3 separate regions of the Gossypium hirsutum genome follow, and all the other regions are linked to region 3. Evidence: chromatin contacts called from public Hi-C data. All regions are on one chromosome and are shown on one strand. The core of a region is the stretch at or near the end of the contact, and the rest is flanking DNA. Distances in the headings are between cores, read along the strand shown.

Evidence for each region. A called contact is a pair of places that touch in the nucleus more often than the background predicts.
Region 1: a Hi-C map of hypocotyl shows a contact between it and region 3, with 4 times the contacts expected there. The contact joins the promoter of LOC107919959 here to the promoter of LOC107920365 in region 3. A contact is called at or near these places in 7 of 34 Hi-C or Micro-C datasets (hypocotyl, leaf, petal and 1 more).
Region 2: a Hi-C map of leaf shows a contact between it and region 3, with 2.2 times the contacts expected there. The contact joins the promoter of LOC107920217 here to the promoter of LOC107920365 in region 3. A contact is called at or near these places in 3 of 34 Hi-C or Micro-C datasets (hypocotyl and leaf).

The regions. Positions count from the first base shown.
Region 1 is chrD13:10,773,805-10,777,949 of Gossypium_hirsutum_v2.1, forward strand. LOC107919959 (probable serine/threonine-protein kinase PIX7) reads right to left here and starts at 1,724. Exons shown (of 6, transcript XM_016849411.2): 1 at 1,134-1,724; 2 at 1-16. The coding sequence starts at 1,347.
Region 2 is chrD13:10,646,793-10,651,006 of Gossypium_hirsutum_v2.1, forward strand. LOC107920217 (single-stranded DNA-binding protein WHY1, chloroplastic) reads right to left here and starts at 2,624. Exons shown (of 7, transcript XM_016849793.2): 1 at 2,118-2,624; 2 at 1,942-2,039; 3 at 1,738-1,830; 4 at 1,331-1,425. The coding sequence starts at 2,361. It overlaps LOC107918477 (zinc finger CCHC domain-containing protein 9), which reads left to right and starts at 3,157. Exons shown (of 8, transcript XM_016848049.2): 1 at 3,157-3,481; 2 at 3,576-3,637; 3 at 3,952-4,105. The coding sequence starts at 3,314.
Region 3 is chrD13:11,315,210-11,318,799 of Gossypium_hirsutum_v2.1, forward strand. It overlaps LOC107920365 (5'-deoxynucleotidase HDDC2), which reads left to right and starts at 1,841. Exons shown (of 8, transcript XM_016850046.2): 1 at 1,841-2,363; 2 at 2,649-2,773; 3 at 3,095-3,132; 4 at 3,545-3,590. The coding sequence starts at 2,106.

The sequences.
Region 1 (4,145 bases), core at 474-2,973, 540 kb before region 3:
TAGGCAGATTTGCTATCTGTTCATCAATGCACAAATTTAACACGTTAGAAGATAAAAACTATATAGAACTCCACGAGGAAAAACATAATGTAGGGGAAATCTGGGGTTGCACTGTGGGAACTCGAGTTGCCACAGACGGTCTAAATGCTGATAATATAATCCCTTTTTGAGTATAAATGATTGTAAAGCATCTTTGAGTTTCTCCATGCATTGGACATTATATCTTTTCTCATCAACAGCATCATTGGTGCCATTACTTCATCTATAACCTCTTCAAAAAATCATTTAAAATTAAGCGGCAACCACAATAGGTTTTTCTTCACATACACACTTTTCATTTGCTGCTATATCATGCATGAGAGTTCAGCAAACCACCTAATTAGTCAGTGGACAAACATATATTTAAAATTCTCCACTCAGCAACTGATTTGTTGCACTAAGAATGAAAGTTTTCAGTTTCCAAACCGAGTCATTCCACATATCAATACGGAAACCATGAATGCAAAACAGGTTAAAAATGTTATGACGAGAGAAAAATAAGAGTACAAGAGAAAATGGAACTAACAACTAGTAGAGCGAGTAAATGCTCACACAAGGTATGGTCAAATTCTTTGGTCTCCACACTATATCGCTATGTCCAAATTTGAAGATCACTCATGAGAACAAGGGTTTAAGAACAATATAGGAGAGTGATTTCCACATTTCATAATAGTTAAGTAGCTCAAGGTTGGAGTTAAACTTATTTGATTAAATAGGTTTCCAACATGTATTATGATTTTCTAAAGATGGTTAACTAGTTAAAATCTACTAATTAATCCCAATCATAACTAGAGAAAAATTCCATTGCGAGAAATTGGTAGTCCATAAGCTGGATGCAGCATCTTACAGGCTGCACCAAGCTAAAATAGCTTCTTAAACTAGCATCACAGCATTCGCATCAATAACTGATCATACAATGAACATATCATTTCATCCAGCAAAAGAAGCCAAAAAATAAAATAAAATAGAGAGAGCAACATTCAAAGTAACAAAAGGTAAACAAAAAAGGGGGGCAAGTTCTACAATCTAGGAGCAGAGTACAAGAAAAAAAAAAGGAATAACATCTAGCAAGAACAAAATGAAAAAAAATATACCATAATTGGTGCTGGTCCCACTAACAGAACTATCAACTTTGGATCTTGAAGAAATGCAGCTTCCAATGAATCTCAACTTAACCCAACACCCTGTTTCTTCCACAGCAGCTTCATCATCAAGATCTTCTTTTCCACTGTTTTTCTTCTTCTTCCTTTCCTTTGATTTGCACGTATCCCAAGACTTCACCTTTCCTTCCTGAAAACCTAATCCCATCTTCTCTCTTCTAACCCTAAAAATTTCTCATACCATCATTAGGGAAAAAGCAAAACAAAAACCCACCAAAACTGAAGGAACCCAAATTTTAAAAAATGTTAAATACCCAAAACCCTCACTTCAAAAAAAAAAAGTAAAAGGCTGGAAAAGCTAAAACAAGAGAAACCCAATTGTGGAAAGACGCAGATTAAAATTAAGCAGGGAAAATAGAGCCAAAAAAAAAGAGTAGGAATGTTTTATGGAATCTGGAAATGGTAAAGAGAAACAAGTTTGTTACTTTGTTTTTCCATTTTGGGTTCTTTATTTTAGGAGATGGAATTAATAAATCTCACTTGAAAGCAAGAAAATGTACTCTCTCTCTCTCAAAATGCTGAATAGACTTAAAAGCTTTTAAGTTTTGGGTAAATTATATATATAGTCACTCAACTATCAAAATTTTTCATTTTACGCACTCAAAATAAAAATTTATAATTTAAATGCTTACATTATATACATCGGTTATTTTGATTATTTCTGCTAAAATCACAAATGAAAAACTGATATAACACATAAACAATAATATAATAATAAATTTTACATTCAAATTTTATGTATTATATCGACTTACTTATAATTTTAAAAAATTAATACTCAAAATTTATAAATATTCTCAATTTAATCCTAATTTTAAATTTCTCACCTCCGTCCCTCTCCCCCTTCCCTTCCCCAATCAGACCTCCTCCACCATTGTTCCGTCCCGTCCCTCCTCCCCCCACCCCCACCACAGTCCCTCTCTACTGTGATGGAAACTCTCAAACCCGAAGGGAGGACGGCAGTGGTGGAAAGAGAAAGGAAAGATGAGCTTAAAACATCACCATTAACTCCCAACTCCGCAGCACATTGTTTTTGTTTGTAATATGTTGGGTTCCTTATGATTTCATGCTTGTTTTCCCTTTAGAAAAAATCCCACTAGGATTCCCTTAACGGTGTAGATTAAATGTTCAAACATATGATGGAATGAGAAAATACAGAATCCCACTATATCATCTCTGTTAAAACTCGGGAATCTCACCGTGTGTGTGTTAAAGATATTGCTATTTAAGCCTTTCACCTCTTTCTTTTACCCAAATCAAAAAGAACTTTAGTCATTGATCGTATAGCCGCACACTCGTTGACCTGCTTCCAGCTTCAAGATGCAAGGTTAAAAGTTGAAAGGCCATTCATTGTTGCAAAAACACAAATTCACTTTGCTTGGTTGCTTCTTCACCCTTGATTACTGCTCTGCAGGCCTTTACTTGGTTACTGGTATGCAGTAAATAAGAACGCGTAAAAACCTATGCTTTTCATGCTTCTTTGCAAATGATTACTGTTGTTGAACCGCAGTGTTCCTCTTCTATTATTGATCATTTGAGACTTTTGTGTTACTGGCATTTCATGGATTTGCATGCTACACCTCTCAATCTTAACCGCAAAACAATGAACAACCGAAATTACAACGTGGCTCAGCACTACTGAACTTGCAACAAGAAATAAGAAACATACAAATGGGTCAGTCCCTGAATTTTAGCCATCAAAGCTTGATTTCAGGAGCAGCAATGTCAGATGAATTTAAGTTTGGATTCCTATCCGATGGCTTATCGGTCTTTACAAACAAATGGTGGTAGGGGAGGTCCGGTGGGGGAGGGGGAGAGGGACGTGGTTGGGAGACTTTAAAATTGGGATCAAAATGAGAATATTTGTAAAATTTGAGGGTTAAAGTTTGAAATTATAACTAAATTGATATAATATGTAAAAGTTGAGGACTAAATTTATTATTATACTATTTTTAATTGTCACGTCACCTTACCATTTGTGATTTTAACGGGAGTAATCAAAATGACCAAACTATTTAACGTGAGTACTTAAATTACAAACTTTTTATTTTAAGTGTATAAAATGAAAAGTTTTGATAGTTAAGTGATTATATGTTTAATTTACCCTTATTGTTTTAATCTAGGGATGAGGAAATGGTTGTTCACCTTTAAATCTAAAATATGATGTAAAACTTAAAGAAATGCAAATCATATTGTATATTTTATTGGACAAATGACCAAAAAAAGCCTTTTTTTTTAATTACTGAAATGGGCCAATTATTTAATTATTTATCGGAATGGTCCATTTTTTGCGAAATCGCGTCCACGTCAGCGCGATGTTAGGGTACGCGCCAGGAAATCGCGTCCACGTCAGCTCGATTTGCTTACGTGGACAAAAATCGCGCCCTCTAGGACGCGATTTGCTGACGTGGATGAACAGTTTCTCATTTTTAGCTTGAAAAACTTTGAAAGGCCATAACTTTTGGCTCGGTTGTCCGATTGAGACGATTTTTTTTCTATTTCGAATCACTTTTCGAGATCTACGCGCTAACAAACAGCCAAAGGCAGTTTGCCGCACTTTTCATCGAAAAAGATCCCTTTTTGTCCCTAAATTTTGATTTTTTCGGTTTAAAATTAGATTTTGAAACATTCAAATCATTATTTTCCTTATTTATTTGAAGTAAACACCGGATTTTTTTTACAGAATTGTTGTATTATTTCTTCTGATTTGACACGTGTATGGAATAGGTCCGATAAATCGTTAGAACGTAAGTAATATAATTAAGATAATAACAGTATTTTTATAATTTATCGATTAATTAGTTTAGCTTAGTTGGTTAAGATGCTTGCTCTTTTCCCTTAGTACCTTGATTCGAATCTTGTTGGTAACAATTTTAAATCTTTTTGGAATCAATAGTAACAAGTACAAAAAAGATTCAAATGGCACATCACATTCCTCAACAGTCA
Region 2 (4,214 bases), core at 1,374-3,873, 670 kb before region 3:
AAAATTTCGAGTTAGTCGAGTTGACGAATCCTATTTTAGCAACTGAACTCAATTGGAATTTTTTTTGAATCGAGTCAAATCGAGTCAAAAAATTTCGAATCAAGTCAAGTCGAGTTAATAAATCTTATTATGTATACTTAATGTGCATTTACATGGACCGATTATTTAACTAGTAGACGAAGTACAAGCTTTTAGATTAATTTTGAGTAAAGCAAAAAGGGAAAGTGGGGCTATTCGGGAAGGAAAGTAAGATTACTAGGTAAACATTTACCAAAAACAACGTAATTTTGCCTTTTAACTTGATAGTTTTGACTTTTAACTTTAGATAAGGTAAACATTTATTAAAACGACGTAGTTGTCTTTTCTTATTTGAATTTTCGAATAACTCGAATTAAGTGTGAGCGTTCGGTCGAATCGAGTGAAATTATTCGAGTTAAATTAGAAAAATTAATAATATCAAATTAAAATCTTGTTACAATATAACTATTTCCATGTTAGAGCACATTAATTTAAAACCATATATATTTGAAAACTTTTTAAAAGCATAACAACAACAACAACAACAATAATAATAATAAGAAGAAGAAGATATTTTAGACTTATTTAGATTTCAAAATTATTATTTTATAAAATTTTTAAATTTCAACTTTTTTATATATTTTTTAGATTTTTTTTAAAAAATTATAATATTTTTAAAAATACAAGTTTTAGAATTTTTATAAATATTTTGAATTTTAAAAATTATTTTCAATTTTTGAAAATTATTTTATAATTTTTGTTAAGAGAGACCAATTTGCTCATTTTCAAAATTGATAGGGACCAAAAGGATATTTATACTAATCTATTATTTGAATTATTCGAGTTATTCAAATTGTAAAAATTCAACTCGACTCGAACTCGAAATCCGAAATTTCTTATTCGAGTTGACTCGAATAATTCGAATAACTCGAAATTTGAATTCTTTTTCGATTTTTTCGAATCGAATTTTGCTCACCCCTATATATATATACATGAAATTACAACTATATCAACAGATCCAATCATAATCAAACATTATAAGCACTGAACTGACTAACTAGGTAACCAATTAACCAAAATAAATCAGGAAGAGAACCCACACATTTACACAAGTTGGGACTCGAACCTATAATCTCAAAGTTTCTAAAGCGTCAATCTTGCCATTAAGCCAAGGCCTCATTGCAGGGATATAAAATATTTAAGCAGTTGCCAGCACAAACATAATGCAAGAGGAAGAGTTCAATTAGCAACTCTAGTATTCAATACACAGAGGGGTGTTTGAGGGTGAGTGGAAGAAAGGGAAGGATAGTACCTTTTTCCTTTAAAAGGATCATGGAAAAATTCACACGATTCCCTCAAGCCAAGGCTAATCAGAGTTCCAATTTCAGTAACTGACAATGAGAACACCTGGAGAGAAGCAAGCCAGTAATGGATGTATATCATGTCTCTAGAACGTATTCATCCTTCACAACAAAGATTTTACATTTGATCTACAGTAAACACAGAATGTGGAGACCAAAATTATGAATGTCCACATACATGCAAATCTGTGAAGTCTTTTTAACAAGATTTCGGAACAAAGATTCCTTTGTTCTATCTTAAAATTTGAACCATGCATTTCTCCAAATATTAGAAACACCATTATCTAAAATGTTAAATGCTTAGTTAGTTTCTTTTTTAAAACAGCATTAAATCAAAGCTTATTTAGCATAAGATAACCTGCTTCCTACTCCAATCATATTGTCTAACACCAGCTGCAGGTGCAAACTGTAGCAGCACAAAACCTTCCCTGGATATTTTAAATGCCCCAGACTGTAGATAAAACACATCCAAAGAAAATGAGCATACAAAACAAAGAAAGACCATCAAAATTTGCAAAATGAACTAAAAAAAGAAGAAGAGGAAACTATGAATGAAACGTACATCTAAAGGCACAAACTCAGGTGCCCTTGGCTCCACAGTCAGAGCAGCCTTCCCTTTGTAAATGGAATGACCTACATAAAACCTAGCCGGCAACCCTGCTGTCAAATAAAACACTTTCAACACTTGAAAAGAAAACACTGATAAAAAAGGGTACAAACACAAGGCTTTAGCTTTACCTAAGGATGATGGCGAAGTAGAAGAAGAAGAGTCATCAAACCTTTGTTTCTGATCGAAGTATTCAGATTGGCGGCATTTGAGAGAAAACTTGGAGGGTTTAGAGAGGGGATTAAATTTAAAGGAACGGGTTTGGGAGGAGTTGAGTGAAGAGAAAGATGGGAAAAGCTTGGGGTTGGAGATGGAGTTGAGGTTTAAGGTTTGGGGAGTGAGTGGAGGAGAAGATAAGAGTTGAAGTTGCAGCATTCTTTTCGGTTGGGTATTTTCTTTCCTTGGTTCTCTCTCTTCCCACCTATATTTGATTTAATATTTTCTTTTTAAGGTTGAAGATAAGAGTTGAAGTTTTCTTTTGAGTATTTTATCAAAAGAATCCTTTTCAAATGCTAAAAAATTTGATTTGTTTTGAGGTTTTAAATTTAAGTTTTGTGAGAATTTAGGTTTAAATCTTAAAAGATAAATATATGGGAAATTCTAAAACTTACTTGAAAATAACTTAATTGAGATGTCCTAGGATGGGAGGGTCTTACAAGTTCTTGCTTTAGAAAAAAAATTCTGTTTGGTTTTTTTTAAGGTAAATATACTATTAATCACTAAATTATGTTTAAATTTTTGTTTTGGTCACTTAATTAAAAATAGTTATAATTTAATCACTGAATTATTAAAAAATTTATTTAAGTCATTAGGGTGTTAAAATTGATCTTATATGACTTTTTCTATTTCATGAAATAGTTTTGAACATTATGAATTAACAAATCAAAATTTAAAGAACTTTTTTTTATTTTCGACCCTACCATTAAATTAACTTCTGAGATATATTTTTTTACTTGTTTATGAGTACTGATCAACAGTATTGATAGTTGAATCATCACTTAAAATTTACTGATATAATTTTTTTTAAAATTTAACAATTCAATAGCCTAAATTAAAATTATTAAATAATTTAGTGATTTAAATATTTTTAAATAATTTAATTATCAAATTATAATTTTTTTATATTGTTTTAAAACATACATATATAAAGTGTTGTGGGGTCGGGAGCTAGAGGCTTATCCTATGCCACACATCGTCTCATTTAGCCAACCACATGGTCTTCTTCAACATCACTTCTAAGTTGGGAAGCCCATTTTAACTTGATAGCTTTATTTCATCTTCTCTTTGGTATTCATACGCTCTCTCGAATCAACTTTTACATATGTAAATGTCTTCACTTTCTCCCTTCTTTCGACCTCTCCTTCCTCAATGGAGTTTCTTGGTTATTCTCAACTCCAACCCAAAGATTAGCCTCAAACCTTGTGTCTTTTCATCTTCATCTTCATCTTCATCTTCCTACAATAATGATTCAGTTCCTCTGCCTAAACAAATCCAAGTACTCTCTTCTTCTTTTTTCTACGGGGTTGCTCTTTTTGGTGCTTTTCCCTTCTTTTTTTTTTAATGTTATATTTTTCCTCTGTGGGTGGCAGACACAGTTGGGTTATGATCCTTCAGAGGAGCTATTTGGACTCTCGCCTGTTCCAAAACCAAGGTTTTTAGCACTCCTGCCTGCTCTAATGCTTTCAGTCTACATGCATTGCTTCTTTTGATTTGCTTTGAGAATCTTGATTTAGTATGTTGTCAATTGTAGCTTTTACATGCTTATTATTCTGCTTTACAATGGTGAGTAGGTTGAGTATGTTTTTTTGGAACTATTGCTCAAATGGCAGCTCCCTCCTGAATTCCCATTATATCTTGTTAAAAAAAAACTTTAACATTTTGCTGCTTTCACATTTCAGCTGACCTGTGAATGTTAGATTGAACTGACATCTTCAGTAACTTACTACTGAATTGATTTCACTTCAGCAGTGCCCTTCCAAAACCAAGATCCTGGTTCGGTCCCAATGGACAATACATCAGAGAGCTTCCTTGTCCAAGTTGCAGGGGGAGAGGTTATACTCCATGTTCCGAGTGCGGTATCGAAAGATCAAGATCAGATTGTTCCCAATGTAATGGAAAGGTACATGTTTGCATTCTTCAATGGACATAGGAACATGACATGTTATCATTATCATTATTATTATTAATATTATTATTATTAAGTACTTGATGGCACCCATCCTAGCCAT
Region 3 (3,590 bases), core at 591-3,090:
CAAATCTAAGTTTGAGTGATTAGTTCGTTTTGGTGATCATAACTAAATCCTATTTCGGGTTTTTACTCAATCAACTAGTCGCTACCCTAGCAAGACCTCTCTCGATCTTCCACTAAATTAACGAGTCAACAAGAATTACTTGACTTGTCTCTCAACCTCATAGTCTAGACCGGTTCGGAGATAAGGTGTTCACGGATAGGCCATACAAATTTTGGGTTAATTCCCACTTAAATGACTTCCTAGGGTCATCAAGCCTATGGTTTAAGTTCTTCCTCTCCTAAATAACTAATTCGCTAAGACAACCCTACATAAAAGTTAATAAATCACACCTCAACTCGCTAATCCCCCATAAAAGGATTAGTTCCTCTTGGATCTCATTAACACAATAAACTTGATAATCATATTTAGATTCTTATGCCTCCTAGGATTTCGCCTTGAGAAAGTTACTGAGTCAATGTTAAAGACTAAGTCTTCATGCATGTTTATTTCCAAGGAAATTAAAATTTCATGGCAAGTACTACATAAGACTAGAGAACATACAAGAATTTCATAACTCAAGATAACATAAAAATAACTTATATAAAATAAAAAATTATGCTTGCATTTGAACTAACTTATGAACAGAAATTTCCTCTGAACATTCATTTATTTCAGCAGACTCATGTGAAAAGATTAAAAAATACTTGAAAATTTTAAAAATTCCTGCAAATATTGCCTTACCCCCTCTTTAAACAGAAACAATGTCATCATTGTAAAAACAAAGTAATGAATGAAAACTAAACACCAGGTTAGGTTATAAGAAAAGAAATGTGAGTCATAAAGACTACTCATCATAATTGAAAATTCTGATTTCTTCATAGTATTTGAAGAAGTGGGCATAGGAATAGTCAATTCAAGATCAATACTTGGTTTAACTGGCTCATCAGAATTCAGCTCCACACTTGGTTCAGAGTTGTTTAGTGCTTTTATCGATTCAGGATTGCTCAGTTCTTCCTCAGATTTTGCTTCTTCTGTCTTATCAACTGAGTTAGCTTCCGATTCAGATTTATTTAACGACTCATCAGTTTTTGGTTTGGTTGGTTCACTCGACTCAATTGGGTTCAACTCATGGATATTCTCCACAACCTTTCAAGATCATGCCTTGTGATGCAACCTTGAACATACTGACCCTTCAAGTTTGCTTTTAATTTAACTTAGGCCCTTAAGTAAAATGAAGTAATCAATGATGGAAAGTAGGCACTTCCTACCTTTTTTCTAGCACAATCATGGATCTCATTGTGAATAATTTTTTCAACATTGATAGACTTTTCTGTCATAATTGCATACAACAAAAGCATTCGTTCCATCGAGATGGTAGAACTATGTGAGATAGGCATGAAGCTATATCGAACAAAGTAGAACCATACCTTTGCCAATGACTTTGATTGCACCAAAGCTATCGTTCCATTTCTTGTCGAACGTGCAACAGTCAAAGTCACAACAGTTAATATTATGATATATAAAACATAAATTCTAAAAGCTTTTTAAACAATTACTATGGATTATTTGTAAATTTTAATATTTATAAATCATATTCTAGATATTTAGAGAAGCAAGTTAACTGATAAAGGAATAAAGTTGCTTGAGATTGAATTCAAATTCTTACGCTTACAATGTAATATTTTTACCCCTAAACCAAGGGATTATAGACAAATATAAATGAATTTAGCTAAAATTTGAAACCTATATTTCAAATAAAAAAACTTAAATAACCATGAATTGCCCCATAAACATTTTGAGTTACACCAAAGCCCTAGCTGTTTTAAATAAATTCAATTTAAAAAACAAAAAGAAGAAGAAGAAGAAGAAGAAGTGAAAAACATAATAAAGGAGTTGGTTTCTACGGCCTTTATTTGTTCCTTTTAAAAGGGTCGTATAATGGGATCCGTTTAACGTAGAAGACTCAGAAAGGAAGAAAGCCTGATATTTCGCATTTAAGACCAAAAGTTAATCGGTAGCCCAACCAAATCGGACCTCGTTTCTCGGACCCCCTCCATCATGCAAAGCCATTAAACCAAACCTTTAAAATCTCCGGCGTACGCCCTCCCCTTCCTCCGCCTTCCATTATGGCTTTCTCTGCTTCTCCCCACTGCGCACCTCCCTTACATCGTTTCGGCCTTCGCCGCTTTCCGCCGCCACAGCCGCCGCTCGCTTTCATGCGCTGCCCTTTCTTCTCCTCCTCCTCTCGACCCGTTTACTTCTCCCCGGCTCCCACCCTGAGGATCATCGTCTCTGCCAATTCCAAGAAACCTTACTCCGGGAGATCCGCCGATTCGACGTCGGCCTCCGCCATTGATTTTCTCACATTGTGTCACAGTCTTAAGGTATAAATGAAAACATAAACTTTTGCCGTTCGTTCTGTTTCCTTCACGCTCTGTTTCGATTGAGTATAGTTTAATAGCTCAATTATCTGTTTAGATACCAAGTAAGAGTAAACAAACATGGTCGAAGAGTTACAAATAGAAATTTAAGCTTGGGTTTTACGTGGTAAATATTTGTAGAGCTGTGTTATCTTTGCTTGAGCCCCACCTTTGTATCCCTCTGTCTTCCATTTGAATCATTCAGGGAAGAAAAGACTATAGTTACTGATGACTTTGTTAATCCTATAGACCACAAAAAGGAAGGGTTGGATCAATCACGGGATAAAGGGTCCTGAATCAATTGCTGACCATATGTACCGCATGGCGTTGATGGCTTTGATCGCTGGTGACCTTCCTGGTGTGAATAGAGAAAGGTTCACTCTCATCATAACATATGATATATTTCAGGGCCCATGTTCTTCATTAAGTTATCAACTTCCAAGTTTGTCAATCTGATTTATGTATTTTCTTTTTTCTTTCATGGTAATTGATGGAAATGTTAGGAGGATGAGCTATTTCTTTTGTATTATTTTCTTTGAGCGGATTTAGCTTATAATAGAAGTTGGAGATGAGTTTATGTGATTTTTTATTCTTGCCTTTTCTTTCTTTTCAATTTTTTTTTTTTTTTTGCTTTATGCTTTTGTTGGATGTTATTTAGGGAAGCTTTATGTCTTTTATCCATTCAACTTTTGCAGGTGTATTAAGATTGCAATTGTCCATGATATTGCAGAAGGTACTCTCCTATGTCTGCATCTTCTATCATTATCATTAGTGTACGTCAAATTTGCAATAGCCATGCTATACGAGTACTTTTGTTGTTAAAATCAGTAATGGTACAGAAGTTGTTTTCCTCAAAAGAAGGAAAAGGTAAACCTATAAATTAGGTACAATAGATGTTCTACTGTGGTAATCTAAGATAATTGACAATGTTGAACTTTTAGAACCATCTTCTTGATTTTTCTTGCATGCATTTTTATGTGATGGGTTGATTTTTTTTTGGGAGGGGGGTGGGGTGGGGTGGGGGAGGTTGCATATTGAGCTACCGCATATCTGATGCTATATTTCAATGTACATCTGGCTTGCACAGAAACACACAAGATGCACTTATGGTTTGAGTTTTAGGTTGAGATTTTCAATTTTCACAGCTATTGTTGGAGATATAACACCATCATGTGGTGTTCCTAAAGAAGA